3 separate regions of the Ovis aries genome follow, and all the other regions are linked to region 2. A link is a contact called in public Hi-C data. All regions are on one chromosome and are shown on one strand. The core of a region is the stretch at or near the end of the contact, and the rest is flanking DNA. Distances in the headings are between cores, read along the strand shown. Region 1 holds the start of CBX6 (chromobox 6). Region 2 has its middle 28 kb from the start of APOBEC3A. Region 3 holds the start of APOBEC3F (apolipoprotein B mRNA editing enzyme, catalytic polypeptide-like 3F).

Region 1 (3,435 bases), core at 180-2,679, 33 kb before region 2:
GCCAGAAGTGGGGATAACTGAAAACCAGTAGCCCAGCCTGGGTGATAAAACTCAAAGTGAAGTGACTTAAGGTCAAATTTAAGTTCGATCCTCCTGTCGGAAGGGAAGGCATGCAGAATAAATCCTGAGAAGAGGCAAGCTGGAGACACGGAGGCAGCCTCCCACCCCAAAAGCCTCTCCCTGTTCCGCACCATGAGGGAGATCACGTTCACTCCTGCTCTGGACATGAATTCCAGGTAGAGCCCCACCAGCTCAAGGGTGGGGGAGAGCAGAGCTCTCAAGTGCAGAGGCCACCTCCCTGCCACCCCCGCAGGTGGATGGCCCCCACCTGCCTCATCCACCCTCTTCCTGCGGGCCTCCCCAGACCCTGGTTTTGTGAGCAAGGCTCATCCTCCCTCCGCGTCCCCATTCCCAGGCCCCTCTTGCTGAGAAGCCAGAGCTGGCCAGGGCCGCCTGCCAGGGGCTCGTCGGGGTCTCACAACCACCCCCTGCCCAGCAGGGGCCCCCTCTCGAAAGGCCCGCCCGCAAGGGCGGCCGCGGATCTGTCCCTCCCCTGCAGGCCCCGTGTTGCGCCCGGGCTAGGGGCCCGAGAGGGGGCTGTTGGGGCTGGGCCAGGTTACCTTCAGGAGGAAAGTTTTGGGTTTGGGTCCCCTCTTCTTGGGTCCATACAGCTCACGCTCCCGCTCCCTGCGGCAGAGAAACACCCGAGGTTAAAAATGAGCCCCTTCCCGGGCCCCACTCCGCGCTGCCTTCCCTGGCCCTCCCGCTTCCCCGCGCTGCGCCCCAGCCGAGCCTCGGCCCCGCCGCCCCTGCCAGCTTCCCAAACTCACTTCTGTTCGAAGGCTGCAATGAGCCGCGAGTCTAGGATGTTCTCTTCGGGCTCCCAAGTGCTGTACCTGCCGAGTTACACATGCACAAAATAAAAAACAAAACAAGAGAAGCAGAGGCACATGCGAGGGAGCAAATGTGCGCACCCCCCAAGGTAAAAAAAAAAAAAAGGCCCCGATGTCCGCTGCTTCCCTTCCCCCCTCGCTCCTGGATCCCGTGACACTCACTTGATGGCCCACCCCTTCCATTTCACCAGGTACTCGATGCGTCCCTGAAAAAGAGAAGGAAAAAAAGGGGAGAGTGGGGGTGGGGAAGATGCGGGGACGCGAGGAGGCGACGGCGCGGGGGTGGGCGAGAGAGCCCAGGTTAGCGGGACCGCTTCGCCTAGCTGGCCCACAGACTCGGGCCTCGGCTGCGGGGCGAAGCGTCCCGCCCTGGGAGGCGGCTCACCTTTCGGATCCGCCGTTTGATGATAGATTCGGCCGCGAAGACCCGCTCGCCCACTGCAGACAGCTCCATCTTGCTCAGCGGCACCCACAGCCCATAATACTCCCTGCTCCCGCGGCCGGTGCTGCACCGCTCGCGCACGCGCCGCAGCGCTCAGGCTCGGCGGGCGGGCGCGCGGCAGGGCGCGCGCTCGCGTTCCAGCTGCGGGCCGTCACGTGACCCTCCGGGCTGGTGCGCCGTTGCCAGGACCTCCTCCTCCCCCGGGGCGGTTGCTAGGGAAAGTGAGCGCACGCGGGGCCGGGGCGCGCGCTGGCTCTTAAAGGGGCCTAGCCTGGCTCGGGGAGCCGCGGCCCCGAAGCCCGGGAAGGAGATGCTTGGCCTACGGGAAGCCTGGTTGTGGACAGTGCAATCTTACAAACACTTTCTCATTCTCCCCTCCATCTTCCTGGCCCCGGACCGCTGACTATCTCTCCCTCTTAACCCTCCCTTACAAGTCACTCCTGGGCCCTGGGCGGTGAAGGGGGGTGGAATTTCTACAGCCGCTGCTCAGCTTCCCAGCAGAAGTTTGCAAACAGTTAAATATGATACAGCAGAAATGCATTTGCTGTTGCCTTGCCAGGCCCTGCGGGAATTTCTTTAAAACACTGCTCCCCCCGCCCTTATCCATTATTTATGTATTCGTGGGAGTGTGGTTTTGTAACCAGTTCAGATGAATTAAAACAAAAACGCCACCGCAGGAAAGGGTGGGGGGAGACGGTGAATGGGGCCGAGGAAGGTCGGGGTGATCCCTTGGATTTGTTTTCGGCCGGGGTCTTGGGCGGGCACCTGCCTTCACCAGGAGGGAGGTCGGGTGAAGACGCAGCGAGCAAGATGTGGCGGTGGTTGGGGGTAGGGGGGCGGTCCAGGGAGGAGAGGCCGCGGGGTGACTACAGGCTTCCTACATACCAGATTGGGCCCGAAGCAGGTCATCCTTGGGTCACTCGGCAAAAGCCGCCCTCGCGGTCAGGTCTCTGTTTTCTGATTCCCAGGCCCCCTGGCCGCGTCATCCTTCTGCCGCCTACAGTTCCTCTAATGGTTCCGCCATTGCTAACGGGGAGACCACAGCCCAGCTTCCTATTTGGGGAGGGAGAGGGAGACTTCAGCTGTCCTGGAGAGGGCACAGAGTACCCCTGCCACACAAACCGCGCCATTTCATTTTATTTTGAATTATTTAAACTTTATTTTTTAAAAAGAACACCAACAGCCTTGTTCTTGCAATTTTTTTTTAAGTAAGAAAAGAAACTGTCTATAATATCCATCCAACCGTTAACCTCTTCACGGATCTTCTTCGAGACTCTGTCCTATGCCTAATAAACACACGTACCTATGCTCCTTTGTACGTTATATATATATGTAGTAAATGGCAACCCACTCCAGTATTCTTGCCTGGAGAATCCCATGGACAGAGGAGCTTGGTAGGCTACAGTCCACGGGGTCACAAAGACTGAGGACTTCACTTTCACTTTCATAGACGTGTATTTAAATATTTTCTTTTCAGCAGAATGGGATCTCATTGTTCACACTAGCTGGAATCCACTTTTCTCCCTAAATGATATAAAGTGGACCGTTTTTGGTGTCACTGAGTACAAATTTCCCAGTCGTTTGTCTGTGGCGGAGAGACGGAGGTGGAGAGGGCTGGGGATGTGGTTCCGATCAGGGCTGTCTCTTGCTTTCATTATTGCTTTGTTGCAGAAGGAGATTTTTACATGTCCTGTGGTACAACCCCAATTCTTGTGGTTTCAAGTCAACCACGTCAAAATTTCTCTTTCTCATCCCTACCAGCCTGCTAATTTGTCCAGTTATTACCTTGGGCGAGATCCCCCTCCCCTCTTAAAGTCCACGTGCTCTTAAGAAATAGCTATTTTCTGTCCAGCCCAAAGTGGGCTTCTGTGTGAGTATAGCATTGCCCTCCTGGGGGTGGTGGAGGTGGTTGGACAGGTGAGCTATGTGGATATGAGTGTGTGTGTGTTCTCAGGGTGCAGAACACAGACAGCTGGATGAAGATGGTAAGCATTAACCCATTTGTTGGTTCTTTCAGCAGCTCTTGTGAGTCCTTTTTCAGGCTTTGTGTTCAACTGTCAGAAACTAAGGTGCCCAGGCCTGAGGAGCTCTGAGGTGAGA
Region 2 (3,825 bases), core at 699-3,198:
GTGACAAATGTGACCTCTTTCCAATTATCTTCCCTCTTTCCCTTTCTCAGGCTTGTTTATTCCCTCAGACCTTCCCAGAGAAGTTAGATAAACTACTGTGTGTATGTGTTCTCCATCACTCAGTCGTGTCCAGCTCTTTGAGACCCCATGGGACTGTAGGCTGCCAGCTCTTCTGTTCATGGAATTTTCCAGGCAAGAATACTGAAGTGGGTTGCCATTTCCTACTCCGGGGGATTTCTTCCTGACCCAGGGATCAAACCAGTGTGTCTTGCATCCTCTGCATTGGCAGGCAAGATCCCTGGGAAGCCCCAGATAAACTGTTAGAGAAATGCAGATCAAAACTACAGTGAGGTGCCACCTCCCACGGGTCAGAGTGGCCACCATCAGAAAGTCTGCAAGTAATAAATGATGGAGGTGGGTGTGGAGAAAAGGGAACCCTCCTACACTGTTGGTGGGAATATAAATGGATGCAGCCACTATGGGAAATGGTGTGAAGGTTCCTTAAAAAACTAGAAATAGAGTTGCCATACGATCCAGCAATCTCACTCCAGGGCATATATCCAGACAAAACTGTAATTCAAAAAGACACATGCACCCCTCTGTTCATAGCAGCACTAATTACAACAGTCAAGACATGGAAATAGCCTAAATGTCCATCGACAGATGAACATTTGCAGCAACATGGATGGACCTAGAGATTATTCTACTAAGTGAAGTAAGAAAGAGAAAGACAAATACCATATGATATCAATTATATGTGGAATCTAAAATATGATGCAAATGAACTTATCTTTGGAACTGAAACAGACTTACAGAGAGAACAGACTTGTGGTTGCCAAGGGGGCAGGGAGACGAGGGAGGCATGGATTGCGAGTTTGGGATTAGTAGATACAAACTATTAAATATAGAATGGATAAAGAACAACCCGCTGTATATATAGAGCACAGGGAACTATATTCAATATTCTGTGATAAACCATAATGGAAAAGAATACGAAAAAGGATGCATATATACATGAATAACGGAATCACTTTGCTGTACCGCAAAAATGAACACATCGTAAATCATGAAGTACTGAAATACTTCAATAAAATAAATTGAAAAAAAAAAAGAAGAAGTTGGCTCAGCACAGTAATTGGAGGATGTGAGGGCCATCAGGACTACTTTAGAGCTCTCCCATTATCCTTGTTCCTGCCCCTGCTGAAGTTTTATTTTCCCACACCTTTGGGGTTAGGTGTGAGCATGGGATTTGCTTTGGCCAATGAGAATGGGAGCAAAAGTGACACACCACTTTCTGGCAATAGTTTTAAGAGCTGGAGAGTGATGTACAGTGTCCCTGCCAGGTTGCTGAGTGATCAGGTGGAGCCTCGGTGGCTTCAGCCTGCATCCAGGAGGCTGGCGAGCACTACCGGATAAAAGGGTCCCCTAGCCCCCAAGGAAAAGATTCCACTGATTTAAGCCATTGAGATTTCAAGGACTGATTGTTCCTGCGGCATAACTAGCCTTCTTCTGACCCAGAGGGGTGGGGGCACATAAAAATGAAGAACACGGATCCCTTTGCCAGATTCGCTTTCTGAGAGCTTAACCTTATCTGCGACCCGAAGAATCCCATGAGCGGGCCTGCCCTCCACCCCCGCCTCCCGACTCCCCAAGGTTTTCTTTTTTTTTTTTTTCAGAGAAGTACATTCGAATATTCTTAACCTCTTATTATTCTATTCTTTCATTTTCTGTTTGCCAATCACACATCCCAAATCAGGGCTACTCTCAGTACATCATTTTATCGGTATGGATTTTCAACAAGCAAAAATAATCCCCAAAGCCTTTTTTTTTTTTTTTCCTTTTTAAACAAAACCAAAGCTTGATGTTGAGTCGATCGTCTCGCGTACCAAGGAAGGATCTATGCAATATTCAGAGATTTCCGGTGCGCGGCGCTGCTGCGCAATAGGCCGAGTCCCTGGTATCGCCGCCCCTGACGCCGAGCCTTGTTCTACCCTGGCACGGATGTCGCTGGGCATGGGGAGGGCAGGGTGCGGGGCCGGCTGCGACCCTGGCTAGCTGGACGGCAACGAGCGCCCGGCCGGCCCCAGCACACCCCAGAGACGCGCCTGGCCGCCCTCCGCGCGCGCCACCTGCGCCCCCGACTCGCTATCGCCCCCCGTCGGGCTGCGGCCGGAACAGCAGCGAGCGGCGGACCTGCCCCCGCAGCCACGCCGGAGACCTAGCGGCTGGGAGGGAGGGATCACGCCGCAGCGAGAACCTGGCCATGCGGTCAGAAGGCAGGTTTACGAAGAGGTTGGCGTCAAAGGAAAATGAGGGAGACGCCTAGGCAGAGGTGATCTGCACCAAGACGCCAAGTTGTTAACCTTTTTGAAGAATACGATGGCCGCTACCATTCGAGTGCTGTTGCTAAAGGGGACATCGGGGCCACGGTTTTGAACACGAGATCTTGTGCCATAAATGCGGCGCAGGACACGTGTTTATGTCCTGACTGTCACTGAAATAGTAGACGATTGGAGAAATTCTGTGAATATGGCGAAGAGAATGATTCCACGTGGAAGAGGCAATCACGGTTCTCGAAAATCTGCCAAGCGCGAGCCGAGCTGTTTTCGAGCGATGGAGATGCCACGCCCCTTTCCTGCAGACCACTTGTTTGTGACTCTGCGCGGTCCTCGGGGTTCCAGCGAGCGTCAGGGAGGAAGAAGGACCGGACACCGCCAACAGTCGGCTTTATTATCCTTGGCAAACATCTGAAGGACACTTGCAAACTGAATTTGCCACGCAGGGTTTTTGAAACAATTTGCCTGTTTCCCACATGCTTGAAATCCTCTTTTAAAAAATTGTGTAAAATATTGTAAAAGGCCAAAGTCACTTGGATTAAAAAAAAAATTTAGGTGCCTTAACTCTGCCCCCGCCCCCTTGTGTTTTTTGGGGAGGCCATTGGACATCAGTCTGTGGTTTGTTTTCTCGTGGTGGCTTTTCCAAGTCAGAGCCACTTCCTGTGGGTATATTTTCCCATTTTTATTCTCACAGTAGTTACATTTTCAGCCACTCCTTTGGGGGCAGGGGAGACTGGTGAAAATGCTCTTCTGGCACCTCGAGAAATTTTCCATCCATTCCAAAACTTGCTTGGTAGGATCACCATCTTAATTTACAGATTTCAGGTTTGGACTGGTGTTGTATCGTCCAGCATTTATTCTGACAAATGATGTCACTTGGCTTTTCTCGGGAATCTGTCAACTCATTTGCTTCAGTTTTCATAACGAGTGTTTTGCCACTGGTTACGTCCTATGAGTATTTCCTCTAATAACTTAAGGGTTAATTATTTATTTTAATGATTTTATTTATTTACTTTAATTTTATTTTTGGTTGTGCTGAGTCTTCCTTGCTGAGCATGGGCTTCTCTTTGCAGTGGCTTCTCTTGAAGCTCAGGCTTCAGTCGTTATGGCGCACAGTGTAGTTGCCCCATGGCATGTGGAATTGTCCCAGGATTGAACCCGTGTCCCTTGTATTGGTAGGTGGATTCTTAACCACTGGACCATCAGGAAAGTCCTGAAGAGTGACTTAATGCAAAGCGTAACTCTGTAGAGCTGGGGACTTCTCGGAAGGTATTAACAAAAGGTTTCATCGGTTTTCATCAGAAGGCATATTTACTACTTGCTGTCAGTGCTGTTTGTATGACTGATTGACTAAGGTGACTTTCTTGCTAATCTGCTGTTGCAGACGTATCAGATTGCACACAGAGGGACCTTCGATGGCCCGATCTTCTCGGGATTCTTGACAGATAACTATTTCTCATAGCTAATTTTGGGGACACTGTAAAACTAA
Region 3 (3,914 bases), core at 1,272-3,771, 54 kb after region 2:
TGTCCATCCTCTAAGGGCAGCAAAAGCCCAGCTAAAACAAGCCATGTTCCAGGCCTCCGGGTGAGGTATTGTAGCAATGAACACGACCTCTGGGAAGGCAGGTACAGGGCAGTTTCAGCTCTGGGTGTTAAGCAGCAACTAGCGTATTGAGAGCAGTATTACACCATCATTGTCCAGGCGACAACCAAAGCAGTCTTGTGGGTCACAGGCTGGTCTGGGCTAAAAGTCTGTGTCACTTGTGCACAGTGAACATCTGTGTGCAAATTTGTATGTTGAAGCCCTGTTTTTGAGTCCAAACTCATACTGCTCTCCACGGTATATGCCGATAAATTGAGAGAAGAGGTGTCAGGGCAAGAAATAGTGACTGTATTAGGAAAGCCTGCAGACCAAGAGCACGGTGGACTAGTGTCCCAAAGAACCACCTTATCCAAGTTAGAATTCAGGCTTCTTTAATCCTAAAAGGGGGGGGAGGTGTCGCTGGTTGCTGTGAGAATCCTTTGTTCTTGCAGCTGTCCAGGTAAATCTGGTCCCCATGTTCCTGTAACCCTCCAACAAGAGAACTGTTACTTTCTGTTCTGCAACTTTTAATCTCTACGTGAATGGGAAAGGGCCTTTAAAGGTCAGAGGCTGGCTGGAGACTGGTCTGTCACATATAGTCCTGGCTCTAGGCAGCATTCTTATATGCGTGTGTGTGTGTATTTAAAGTAATCTTTATTGATTGATTTTCCCTTTTCTTCGTTTTGGCTGTGCTGCAAGGCATGTGAAGATCTTAGATTCCCGATCACGGATTGAACCCTACCGTGGTGGTGAAAACGCCAAATCCCAACCGCTAGACCACCAGGGAACTCCTTGACTTCCCCCTTTTCAAAAGTGCCAACAAAGTGTTATTTACAAAAAATCATGTGGTTAGTCTGGGGCCAGCGTCCACCACTCCTGCTTTAGAGTGGGACACAGAACCTGAATCCATGGGAAATTCCAAGCAACATTGGTTTAAAAGGCTGCAGAACCAGCGTGACTGAGTGCAGGCTGCAGAGCTCAAGGGTTCAAGCTAAAGGAACAGATTCAACCTGGAGTCAGGTTTGTTCTTCTCTGTATAGCCCGAACACCAAGCAGGCTGGAACTTGGAGGTGGGAATGATTTTGGATGCGGTCAGGAGCAAACGGCAGCACCCGGCAACTGGAAGCAAGATCTTCATTTCCCAGACCAGGAGTCCTAACCCCTGGACCACAGGAGTCAGCAGGTAAGACTAAGGTTCCTAGTCTTGCCTGCCTAATCAAGAATGAATTCAGGCAAGGAGGCAGAGGGTAAAGAGTAAAGTAAAAAGGTTATTGAAAAGAAAAAGTACATTCAGAAAGGCACGGGGGTGAGCTCAGAGAAATTAGCAACTTTGGGAAGTTTAAATCCTTTATAATAAATCCTTCATAAAAGGGCAGTTTTCCAGGTCTATGTCTTCCCTCAAGCCAATCACCTTACTTTGTCCTCCCTGGTTAATTTGTCTTAGAACCCTCCCCTGGGGTGCACACGCCCACCCTAGCCAAGTTGGATCTTGAAGTGAAGGCTTCTGGGAGGAGCAAGACTCATCATGGCCTGGAATTATCCTCTGACTTTTGATTCCAAGGCTTCCCTGGTGGCCCTGGGTCGGGAAGATCTCCTGGCAAAGGAAATGACAACCCCCTCCAGTATTCTTGCCTGGAGAATTCCAAGGACCGAGGAGCCTGGCGGGCTACAGTCCATGGGGTCGCTAAGAGTCAGGCAACTAAATACTTTTCTACTTTCTTTCTTGACTCCAAGGAGAGTTTCTGTGTTTGTAGGGTCTCCTCTGTCAGACAGGGTTTTTTCCCTTTCATTGTCCTTGTCGTGATTATCCCCTTGAGGGAGGAGTCAAAGACTGGCTATTGACCCTGTAAATTCCTTAACTGGAACCCACCTATCTCTTATCTCAGGAAATGCAACCAGAAGGGTGGCTTATTGTAAATTTCCAACCTGGAGCCCACCAGTCTCCTTCCTCATAAGGGCCACACTCCCTCATGGCGTCCATTCATTCAACAGGCAGATGTAGAGCGAGGCGCAGATTTGGGCTGGGTGAGGGCGTAGGGTGGAGAGGGATCCAGCCTGCCCTCCCCCGGTGGGAGCGGGGCCGAGGTCTGCTCTCTTCAGCCAGGATCTGGCCCATCCCCCTCTTGGGCATCTTTACTTTCTCTTTCCCTTTGCAGTAACGTCAGGTCCTACCCCATGGAGGGGCCTGGCCCCATCAGAAGCTGAGCTCAGCCAAGAGGGAGGGCCCAGGGGAAGGTGGATCTGAGCCTGAGGAAGCAAAGCACCCCGGGGGCCCTCCCACCCGGGGCCCTCCTCCCACCCCCGGTGCCAAAGCAGGAAGGAGGGCGGGCTTCCGCAGAGCCGGCCTGGGAGGTCACTCACAGATAAGGGGTTTTTCTATCCGAGAGTCCTGAGAGAGGAAGTGGAGCCCCCGCACTCAAGACAAAGGCCAGGGCTGCAACCAGCCTGCCGAGGCTACAGCCAGATGCCCTGGATCAGGTACTGCTGCCCGCCCGCTCTGTCTACTGGGCCCCCTCTCCCGAGGTCTCTAGGGCTGTGTCTTGTCCCTCAGCCTCCTTCTCCCTGAAGTCTCTGCAGCTCCAGCCCCGTTCTTTTTCCCCCCTCTGGCACCTTTTCTGAAAGGACCCTCTCCCACTTGGAGTCTGCCCTGTTCCGGGGATGGGGCGCCCACTCTTGCTTCGAACCGGCCCCTCCCACACCTCCACGCCTCTCTGAGGGTCCTCTGGCCCAGCTCCCAATCTGAAATGCTGTCGGGCGAATTCTCTTCCCGCCTGTGCTGGGCTGCACCCTCTATGAACACTTAGAATTTGGCCAAAGGATGGCTGAAGCAGCTGGTGGATTGTGTTTACAGCACTCCGATCCATTTTCTCTACTGTTTAGACCACTGTAAGCACAGTGTGAGAATACTTTTCTGAGGCAAGTAGAGACATCCCTTCTTCCAAGGATACCTCAGCTCTGAGCAGAAAAATAAATGGTTTTATTTACAACCATTGGTTTAAATAAATCCATTAAATGGTTTACAACCTGGCCACACCTTAGGTGACCACGCTTCACGTTTATACCTGTACCACGAGCCTAGAATCGAGGAAAGATCAGAGGAAGTGCTCCTGTTTTAAAAGTGAGAAGGAAAGAAAGCCACATCCAAGACTTCACACGGCTGCAAGGTCACAGATGGCACAGCGGGAAATGGCCTGGTCTGGCCCAGCTCCATCACTTACTGCTGTGTGACTTGGGCGGGCCACTTGCCCCCTCGGTATCCCTGCTTCCTCTATAAAACGGGCTTGGCTCCCGTGGATTTTGGGGGAGGAGTCGATGAGTTCAGATACAGAGAGCACTTGAAACAGTAGCCTGAGCTGGTGAGTTTAGGTGTTAAAAAACTGGAACAACTATTGATACCATGTATGAAATAGATAACTAAGGAGAACCTACTCTACAGCTCAGGGAACTCCACTGGGTGCTCTGTGACAACTTCAATGGGAAGGAAATCCCAAAGAGCGGGGATGCACGCTTGTGCACGGCTGATTCACTCTGCCGGACCATAGAAACTAGCACCATGTTATGAAATAACTTTACTCCAACAAAAATTTGCACAAGCAAACAAATGCACAAGTGAAAAGTCAGGGATGAATGGAACTGAAATGACAAAGGCTATTATTTTGTAGTGCGGAGGTTTTTATTACTTTTTTACTGTTTTACTAATGGTAGGCAGGAAAACTGGAGTGGGGATTAGGGTGCTATAGGAAAGAGCAGAGCCTGGGCCCCAGGGGGAGGCGTCACCCACCCTGCTGACCCAGCATCCTCTCCTCTTCCCCAGTCTTCCTTCCTGCCTGCAAAGGCAGCAGGAAATTCCCAAGGCC

What was found. A called contact is a pair of places that touch in the nucleus more often than the background predicts.
Region 1: a Hi-C map of hypothalamus shows a contact between it and region 2, with 1.9 times the contacts expected there. The contact joins the promoter of CBX6 here to the enhancer-like site in region 2. A contact is called at or near these places in 3 of 16 Hi-C or Micro-C datasets (blood, hypothalamus and tail adipose tissue).
Region 3: a contact with region 2 is called in a Hi-C map of hypothalamus, with 1.7 times the contacts expected there. The contact joins the promoter of APOBEC3F here to the enhancer-like site in region 2. A contact is called at or near these places in 7 of 16 Hi-C or Micro-C datasets (blood, hypothalamus, retroperitoneal adipose tissue and 1 more).

Annotation. Positions count from the first base shown.
Region 1 is chr3:216,291,370-216,294,804 of ARS-UI_Ramb_v3.0, forward strand. It overlaps CBX6 (chromobox 6), which reads right to left and starts at 1,430. Exons shown (of 5, transcript XM_027968120.2): 1 at 1,279-1,430; 2 at 1,056-1,099; 3 at 831-896; 4 at 621-687. The coding sequence starts at 1,347.
Region 2 is chr3:216,324,288-216,328,112 of ARS-UI_Ramb_v3.0, forward strand. No RefSeq gene overlaps it. Among named protein-coding and RNA genes, the nearest start is that of APOBEC3A, 28 kb to the right of the region's middle. Within about 2 kb of position 1,949, at least 12 of the 54 cell types and tissues checked have an H3K27ac peak or open chromatin away from gene starts, as enhancers often do. A contact at or near this core is called in hypothalamus, where this site is marked.
Region 3 is chr3:216,377,631-216,381,544 of ARS-UI_Ramb_v3.0, forward strand. It overlaps APOBEC3F (apolipoprotein B mRNA editing enzyme, catalytic polypeptide-like 3F), which reads left to right and starts at 2,522. Exons shown (of 8, transcript NM_001093784.1): 1 at 2,522-2,535. The coding sequence starts at 2,522.